3 separate regions of the Mus musculus genome follow, and all the other regions are linked to region 3. Evidence: chromatin contacts called from public Hi-C data. All regions are on one chromosome and are shown on one strand. The core of a region is the stretch at or near the end of the contact, and the rest is flanking DNA. Distances in the headings are between cores, read along the strand shown.

What was found. A called contact is a pair of places that touch in the nucleus more often than the background predicts.
Region 1: a Hi-C map of cortical glia shows a contact between it and region 3, with 2.1 times the contacts expected there. The contact joins two enhancer-like sites. A contact is called at or near these places in 2 of 484 Hi-C or Micro-C datasets (cortical glia and nephron progenitors) and 3 of 115 datasets of contacts at active chromatin or transcription factors (embryonic stem cells and neural progenitor cells).
Region 2: a contact with region 3 is called in a Hi-C map of cortical glia, with 3 times the contacts expected there. The contact joins two enhancer-like sites. A contact is called at or near these places in 1 of 39 promoter capture datasets (the C10 cell line), 6 of 484 Hi-C or Micro-C datasets (brain, cortical glia, nephron progenitors and 2 more) and 5 of 115 datasets of contacts at active chromatin or transcription factors (embryonic stem cells, extraembryonic endoderm stem cells and neural progenitor cells).

The regions. Positions count from the first base shown.
Region 1 is chr3:15,092,957-15,095,909 of GRCm38.p6, forward strand. No RefSeq gene overlaps it. Among named protein-coding and RNA genes, the nearest start is that of Gm42000, 38 kb to the left of the region's middle. Within about 2 kb of position 1,370, at least 11 of the 459 cell types and tissues checked have an H3K27ac peak or open chromatin away from gene starts, as enhancers often do. A contact at or near this core is called in cortical glia, where this site is marked.
Region 2 is chr3:15,110,801-15,113,957 of GRCm38.p6, forward strand. No RefSeq gene overlaps it. Among named protein-coding and RNA genes, the nearest start is that of Gm33819, 45 kb to the right of the region's middle. Within about 2 kb of position 1,876, at least 26 of the 459 cell types and tissues checked have an H3K27ac peak or open chromatin away from gene starts, as enhancers often do. A contact at or near this core is called in cortical glia, where this site is marked.
Region 3 is chr3:14,988,816-14,991,985 of GRCm38.p6, forward strand. All of the region lies in intron 3 of A930001A20Rik (RIKEN cDNA A930001A20 gene), which reads left to right. Among named protein-coding and RNA genes, the nearest start is that of A930001A20Rik, 19 kb to the left of the region's middle. Within about 2 kb of position 1,641, at least 23 of the 459 cell types and tissues checked have an H3K27ac peak or open chromatin away from gene starts, as enhancers often do. A contact at or near this core is called in cortical glia, where this site is marked.

The DNA of each region.
Region 1 (2,953 bases), core at 120-2,619, 100 kb after region 3:
GAGAAAGTACCCAAGGAGCTAAAGGGGTCTGCAACCAGATTGATGGAACAATATGAACTAACAGTACCCCCCAGAGCTCATGTCTCTAGCTGCATATGTAGCAGAAGATGGCCTAATCGGCCATCACTGGGAAGAGAGGCCCCTTGGCCTTGCAAACTTTATATGCCTCAGTAGAGGGGAACATCAGGGCCAAGAAGTGGGAGTGGGTGGGTAGAGGGGTGGTGGGGGAGGGTATGGGGGTCTTTTGGGATAGCATTTGAAATGTAAAATAAGAAAATACCTATTTAAAAAAACATTAAAAATTATTTTTATCTTATGTATATGAGTGTTTTGCCTACATGCCTGTCTGCGCACCTATCATGTGCATGCCTAGTGCGAGTGAAAGCCAGAGAGAATGTTGGATCTCTGAATATGGAGTTATAAATTATTGTGTTCTATTATGTGCTTAAGCCTGTGCCTCTCCCTTTATCCAACCCTGTCTCAGTTTAAGCCCACACTTAAGGTGGGATTTACTAATTGGAACGGAGGGGTGGAGATGGGAATGGGTAAGCTCTAGGGAACATGTTCCCTCTGCAGCCTGTGTCTACTGGCCCTGCTGCTTCCCCCCATAAGCCCTGCCCAGGTGACCTGTTCCCATACCATGGATTGGAGAAAGCCAAGCTCCGAAAGCACCTCTATTTGTTCCCTTGGGAACTGAAGCAACTCAGGAAGAGATCTGCCTCCAAGGACTATTTCCCACTATACCCTAGAAATGGTCTAGGGGTTACCGCTTCAGGAGTACTTTGTGTTTTCTTTTAGCTTTGCAGTTTTAAATGCCCTGCCCCCGCACTGCCCCTCTCCCCCTAAGTGTCTGAACGCTTGTAGAGCTTTTTACACCCAGGTCTGAAAATGTAGTTCTACTGGTTTGTGGTTAAATTTGGCTAAGTGATGTTGAAAAAGACTCTCGGAGATTCTAATGGGGATAGTCTTTGCTTCTTGCCCCTATGTCCCACTTTTCCTATTCTGTCCTTTCCCTTGAGAGCTCCCCTCTCTGCTGCCACTGGTCTTACCCTGTAGGCTTCCACCAGGAACAAACATCTCTTGCTCACTCACCCCACTTAACAGATGTAGGATGTTGTATCCTTCCTGCAGGATACAACATGAAGTCACTTAGGTGCTGCTGCTGTGAGCCAGGTTTACCTCCCTAAAAAAAGTAACAATTTCTTCAGGACCTCCCAGACAGATGTGGGAATGTGTATACTCTGCAGGATTGCATTCTCAGGCCTGCCTTCCAGTGTACACTTAACATCACCCCAGGATTATAAGTGACACTGGCACTTGGAAGACCCCTTCCTGTCAAGTACAGCACTGCTGTGAAGGAATTTTTCACAGGTGTTGTTGAAGAATGAAAGACATGAAGTTAGGTGAGATCTACTTAGGGCCCTTTAAAAGTGGTGAATTCCTCTAGTTAGCAGCAGGAGAGACAGAAGAATGTTACACATGTGAAGAGACTCATACGCTGCTGCTGGCTTTTAGCATGTGAGAGGGCATGTGATATGGAAGGTAGAAACAACAGTTGTCATGACTTACAGTAAGTGACAAAAGTGACCTCAGATACATGGCAACAACCAACAGGAGTCTGTCAGCACAGTCAGTGGACTTGAAAATCCAAACTTCCCCAGAGTCTCCAGCTTAGAAGTCAGCCTACCTGACAGCTAGACCTTAGCTCTAAACCCTGGAAAACACAGTAGTATGCTGAGGGCCTAACTTTACGGAAATGTGTTACAGAGTAATTCTTCCTGAAATGGCAACCTGCAAAACTTCACATTGGCAACCAGCACCGAATCAGAGCAGAGAAAACAAGAAAGTCAGGATTAAAGTCAAAACAATGCAGGCCAATAACTCTTCTAGTACAATAAGCCCCCTTGTCCATTGCTGGGACACTTCCAGGGAATGTCTAAACCACATCTGTGCTATGAAACTTCCTACCATGCTCTTTTATTTCCATATGCACATATAAGTATCAGACCTTCACTAAGTGTTCATCACACCCTGTGGCTATAGCTAAGGCTGGCAGTTTGAAATGCAACAGTAAAATTAGCACAAATTCTTCTTCGTGATTTTCTGGATGGAGACTTTTAATTCTATGGCTTTAAGAATCATTAGTATTGTCATATCCCACTGAGGACTTTCTACACCATATCAGGAAGCACTCTATGGCTTCTCTCTGGCCAACCTGAATTACTACTGCTCCTACTTTTGTACCCTAGGGCCAAATAAACAAGTATTACTTTAACACAAGTCCCATGGCATAGTGACAGTTGGTTTGCTCACTTGGACATCTATAAAGTGACTGAGAGGCAATGCATAAATGCAGTGTGCATATCCTGGATCACAGGGTGACTTTCAGTATATATATATATATATATATATATATATATATATATATATATATATATTGGGGGGTGGTGCAAGTGAGAGTGCATAGGACCAAGGTCAGAGGAGATTTACAGTGTATATAAGTAGTACTGAGTAACAACTCATGCTCCTGCAAGACAGAAAATGTTGCATAAGTTTTGTCATATCATTTAAACTTAAGAACCATTTATAGAATTTTCTATTTACTACTTTTGGACTATGGTTGCTAGCTGATAATTGAATACATGAAAGGTAAAATTTCAGATAATGGGGACATTATTGTACTCCTAATTCCCACACCATGGCATCCCAGCTACATTGAATAGCCAACTACACACCAATTTCTCTGACTTATGATCAATATTTTGTAATTAGACCAAATGCATCAACCCAATTGTCTCTCTTTGAAGAAGTTTCCAGAAGGCCATTTTATCCCATAGGTGAACGTTTTGGTAGGATCTCGTCATGTTTTTTTAGAGCTGACTCAACTCCAGGTTCTAGTAGGAAAGCATGAGTAGATGCTACAGCGTACAAGGGCTGCACTATTTAAGGATGG
Region 2 (3,157 bases), core at 626-3,125, 120 kb after region 3:
AGGTATCAGTCTCAGTAAGAGAAGAGATTCAAGGGAAGTGACCCTATAGTTATTCAGTTCAAGAACTGTAGCTCATAAAAGTCTAAATAAAACAACGCAACATACATCCAACACACTTCCCCCCAAAGACATAGATATAAAGTCCAGAATAGGATAAGATACAAATTACCCAAGGAAGTCCACGGGGTTCATGTTAACAAGGCACTACCAATCTTCCCCAATCTCACTGTAATAATGATCAATGTCCCTTTTAAATGGAATCTATGAGGTTCCTCTAACAGCTTTAGCACAACCTTTTCGTCTTTATCTCTTCTTACTGTCATATTCTTTGGGACTTAGCCTTATGCCCCTTAGATGCTGAAAGTGAGACAGCCTTTTCTTGGCTTACATGGTACAGATTATGGGCCAGAGTCTCATCTGAAACCTATCCCTATCCTTTGTTTGTCCAGGTAACTTTGTGTATGCAACTTAATCTCTCTATGCCTGCACATATAAAACAGGAATAGTAAAGTGTCTACATCTAAAAGCATATGTTACATTAAAAAGACTATATGTGTAAATTTCTTAGAAATCTATAGGCACATATAAAGCATATAGTACATGTCATATTAGCTACCAATATGATTATTTCTATCAGTAAAATGTTGGAAATACTCCTGAAGTCCTAGAGCTAAAGAAAATGATTTATTTCTTTCTGTTCTTCATATCCTAGCAGGGACCTGACAAAAGTAGATGCTAGAAAGTGTTTTATATGAGAATTACAGCAATCATGGACGAATGACTCAATGTAAGCCATGGCTTGGTTTCCTATTGATCATTCAATTTGCATGGAAGTTGACAGTAAAACATACTTGAGAAATGACAGTAAAAATACATTAATGAAGTAGGAGAGTCACAGTTGAAACAGGCAAATCTAACTTTACACTAACATGTTCATGATTTCTAAAATGTGCTGCCTCATGCACTTGAAGCCATGTTTGAAACAGGAATGTTTATTATTATTTACCCAAAAAGAACAATGAAGAGAGTTTAAGCTACTTACCATACCAAACTGAGCCTGTTTAGAGCTCTCCAACTCTTGCTTAGAACTCCTGTATGTAATCTTTTTACATTATTAAAAATAGATATCTTGCCATATTAATATCAATGTTAATATATGAAATTACTTTAATGTTTATCTAAGTATTGTTTTACTTTATTAATTTAATGAATTAATATTTATTATTAAATGGTAACTAGGAAGGAAATGTTTCAAATGTATTAAGTTCTACTGGGAATCAGATGATGCTTTCACACATGACCAAGTAAAATCTTTCTGCTTTGAACTGAATGATCTGATTGGATGATTATGAGGAGAAATGAATGGAAGAATTTTAAGCTGTAAATATCCCTATCTGTCCTCATGACAGTGCAAACAATGACTGTCATCTGTCCTGTGAGATTTTTTCCCATCAAAATGAAAAAAAACTTCTGTATTCTGTTGGAGCTCTGATCCTGTCTCCTGGGTGAACTTTTGTCCTCTCTGCCCTTTGTTTGGTTTGTACACAGGCTGCTTGGAGCTTTTGTAACTAGATATGGAAAGTCTAGTGACTAAGATTAACAATAGAGCAAAGACCAGAGTCCAGCAACACCAACAGAACAAAAGACAAGCAATCCTTTGTGCTTTCTATTTGGAGAAACAATAAAAAATTGTAACCTGTTAACAATCTCTTTTCACTAACACTGGGTTTTAAAGTCACATAAAACCCTAAAACTGTTTGTAGATCATTGGCTTGGTTTGCCTTTCTGTCAGGCTTGGGGATGTTTTAAGTTTGGAACAGAGCCTGTGTTGATGACATAGCACAGGCTAACGTGACTGACGGCAGCTGGTCATCTCTGGTCTATGAGACCTGTAAATTCTTCTGCTATGTTCCACCTCCTTCTTAAGCTCTCAGTGAGTGCTCATTCCAAAGGGAGTCTCATTCTTTGGGTTCCATTTTAATTAAGGAAGTAAGGAATGGAAGTTTTATGTTCTCACCAGGTGATCTTAGGATATATCAGGGAGTCTGGAAAGATTTGCTGAAAATAACAGTTCCAAACTTTTCCATTGGTGAGCAGACACTGACTTCATAGAAATTTAGAAACCACTCCTTGAATTTTTGCTGCCTTTCCGGGGCCATCAACCAAAGGCTTCTTCTCCCACTGTTCTCTCAGTTCATTCCTCCATTATCTGCCTTTTGCTCACCAGTCTCACAACTGCGATTAGAACGTTCATGGTCTTTTCATAAGGTATTGTTAACATCCCAGTGCACTTGTTTTGTGGCTTTCATGACACAAGAATTGGTATTAAATACTTTCTTTCTCTTTAAAAGGCGGTTAACTTTAGAGTCAACCCCAGTGTATGATGTCCAGATTACAAAACAGAGCGCAGTCCTTATAATAGGTTTAAGTCTTGTGATAATAGGTATAATACCTTAAGAAATGGTCAGGAAATGCACTTTTTCGGACACAAGTAGCTCACCTGCTTGATTTCACAAAAAGAATGCGAGGCCTCCACTCCCACCCTTCTAGAGTCCACAAAAGAGAGTGTCTTTTTTTTCTTTTCTTTTCTTTCCTTTTTTTTTCCCCCTTGATGCTGCTGCTGACACAAAACAGAATCTATTCCCCACCCCCATCCCAAACAAAAGTTGAATCATGCCAGAGTAGTGCAGGCTCGCAAGAGAAACTCATGACCCAGTAATTGAGTGGTGAAGAAGCTTTTGAGTAATGACTTCTGGTCATTTGAAAACTGTAATTACTGTGTTTAAATGTCCACAGTGTAATTACCAAGAGACCCTTTTGTGAAAAGAATGTTCATCTTGAAAACTTCTTTTTATAGTAGTATTTCTATTTAAACTTTTAATCTCAATGAAATATTTAAAGGCTTTAAGTCTGCATTCAGACTTGAAATTTAGTATTTTTCAAAATTAAGAGTACAGGTGAAAGAATCAGAATGAACTATGGTTGGGTGCCATGCTAAATCCTCTTTGAACAAAACATAGAATCAACATTTCAATTCTCAGATTACATAATAGTTTATTTATTGTGTATAAGTGGCTTGATCGCTCTGAAATCTATTTTTAAAATCAAATTAACTCAATCTGTGCTTCTAATTTGGAACGTAGGCTAGAATTTTTAG
Region 3 (3,170 bases), core at 391-2,890:
AAAGATGCTTTATATAGAAAGGGAGTGGGACAAGGTGGTATTGTACAGTGATTATTTTTTTTTTCAAGGTCAGAATTTTATTAGATAGTCTGATTCTTTTTTTTTCCATTTTTTATTAGGTATTTAGCTCATTTACATTTCCAATGCTATACTAAAAGTCCCCCATACCCACCTACCCCCACTCCCCTACCCACCCACTCCCCCTTTTTGGCCCTGGCGTTCCCCTGTTGTACAGTGATTATAAGTTAAGACTTTTTTAAAGTTTCTTTTTTAATAGTTTTATTATTTTTAGTAGATATTTTCTTTATTTACATTTCAAATATTATCCCCTTTCCTAGTTTCCCCTCTGAAAACCCTCTATCCCCTTCCCCCTCCTCCTGCTCACCAACACACCCACTCCTACTTCCTGGTCCTGGCATTCCCCTATACTAGGGCATAGAGCCTTCACAGGACCAAGGGTCTCTCCTTCTACTGATGACTGACTAGGCCATTCTCTGCTATATATGCTGCTAGAGCCATGAGTCCCACCATGTGTTTTCTTTGGTTAGTGGTTTAGTCCCACGGAGCTCTGGGGGCATTGGTATCTTATTAACCCATAGTAGACATCTTTCCCTTCACACAATTATTTTAGAAGCAAATTGTTACTTTCTTCCAACCTCATTCTCACCAGCTGTCTCTTCAATTGCCTCATTTTATGTAGAACAACACATTCCTTCACTCAAGGACATATCAGAGAGTGGGGGGCGGGAGGAGGCTGAGAGGAGGAAGGCAATTATTCATAATTTAATATGTTTGATTTTATCATGTGGAGATTGAGCATTTTCTCCTTACTAGTCATAAAAATTAAAATCAGAAATACAAACTCCCCCTTTAGGGTTGCTGGTTTTCCCAGTGGTTGTTTTCCATTTGGCTCGGTGTCTTGCATCTCCTTGTTGAAGGAGGATGTGGGGAGGACAGGAAGGAAGCCAGGAACAGTAGTTCTGCAGAGGATATGCCTGACTTTCGGTTATAGGACAGCAGAAATCATGTGAGACTCAAAGCCTGAATATCTTCTTTCAAGCCTTAGCAGGCTGCTTCCTGCTAGGTGAATAGTTGGCCAAGCAACTAATCAGGTGGTGCCCCAGTTTTCCTAGTAGGAAGTGTGGAGTGTGGATGTCATCGAACCTTAGCTGCTGCCCTTCATGTGACCCCCCATAGGCTTTGATCTGACACTCAACTACTCACCAAGCACTGTAGGACAATGCTCCACTAATTTCTCTCTTCACTAAATGAGTTCCCATGAGACAAGGGGATGAGTGAACTTCTAGCTGCTTTGCAAATCAGAAGACAACCGCTGTCACAACCTCAAGATCCAAAAATGAGTAAAATAAAATAAAAAATAGAAATAAAATTAAAGCATTATCCTCGGGGAGAATTCCTTTGTGTGAAGGGCTATATTTGTTAACCAGGCTGTTATAATAAATATAGGACAAATGGGAGTGAATCTTCACTGTGATGGCTACTACAAGTCCCAAACCACAAAATCAGCAGAGTGGATGATTTCTGGCTTCCAAATTATGGCCTCCTTAGTCTCCCAGAGGTATGTATGTATGATCAATTCTCTTTTTCTTACAAGGAGATACCACTCATAGTGGATCAGGGCCCGCTCATTCTCATTTTTCCTTAAGGGTGTCTTTAACAGGCACATCTCCCAAAACACTGTAGTCAGAGGTCTTGAAGTTTAAATCCTACAGAAATTTTGGAGGGACACCACTACCTGTAACACAGATGGCTACCTTTCTCTTTTCGTATGTTAATATTCATTCAATATTTTGTATAAGCACTAATTTCTTTTAGTTTGCATAAGTTATTTTGTGACCAGTCATTGTGGCGTTCAGAGTTCAGATTTCTTTTGTCTTTTGTCTTTTTGGGTTTGGTGTTGAAGGTTTCCAACAAGGACAGTATTGTCCAGAGGATATTTGTCCGTTGAGGTTTGTTCATTGTCTTTCTCTCAGTTCACAAAGCTGTAAACATTGTTGGTGATTAATCGTAGGTGATAATCAGTTTGCAAAAAAGGAGAGGAGATTTCCATTGCATGAGATCTGCCTTACAGCAGTAATTCATGACTAGTAATTGGCCAACCACTTTCTGGTGGCAGTCAAAATCCAGTACTTTTCTGTGCCTCTTTAAGATCAAAGGCAAAGAAATAAGAACTGTAATTTTCACCAGTTTTAACAAAAAAATTATACAAGTGATAAAGGGCATGTAATTTCTTAGAAAACAGAGCATAGCAAATACTTTCTAATCTGTCAAGGCAGCAAATATACAAGAGATTCCACATGCCTTTTTAATTTTCATTAAATATTTTACTGAATTCCCATGCATTTCACTATCAGTGCTATAAAGAGATTCTTCTTAGAAGAAATAACTCAATTTTTTACCAGACGTTCAGGCTTGCTTTAATCAGCAAATTGTTCAGGCTCTTCCTAGGTACTTAGGGCTGAGCTGGGCTGAAACATGAGTGTAAAATGAGCTACATCAACAGCTGGATCTGAAAACCTTCTGAACTGCCACATACTTTATGTCTGAATTTTCCATTGGAGATGCTCCATCGTAGAAGGCCCTTTAACCTTTTTTACCAAAAATGATTTCTAAAATTGTGTCTGTGTATATGTAAAGAATGTGTACGGTGGTACGAGAATAGATTAGAAAAGCGCATTGGATGCCAGATGTTGGAGTTATAAGTGGCTATAACCTACCATCATGGGCACTGAACTCTTTTGGTAAAATAGTAATCACTGTTAATCACTGAATCATCTTTCTAGGCTTCGTTCAGCCTTCTTTAAAATAAAGTTTTGTTGGCCAAGGTAGCAAGTTCCACACATGCTCCTGCTTCTAACCACAGGTAAAATCAGGCCTCAGTTAGACCACAAGTCAGACAAATAACTTATGCTGAGAACATTTTACAGAAAGCTTCCCTTTTTGTTAATTTTCAAAGAATTTATGTTGGCTAAGTATCATTGTTCAAAGTTTGGAAAGGAGAAAAGTGAATATTAGTGAGTTGCTAGTAGTTCTAATACTAAAATCCAGTCATTTCATAACACAATCTAGGGAGGAGAGTATACACACACGCGCGCGCGCGCACACACACACACACACACACACACACACACACACACACATATACAAAC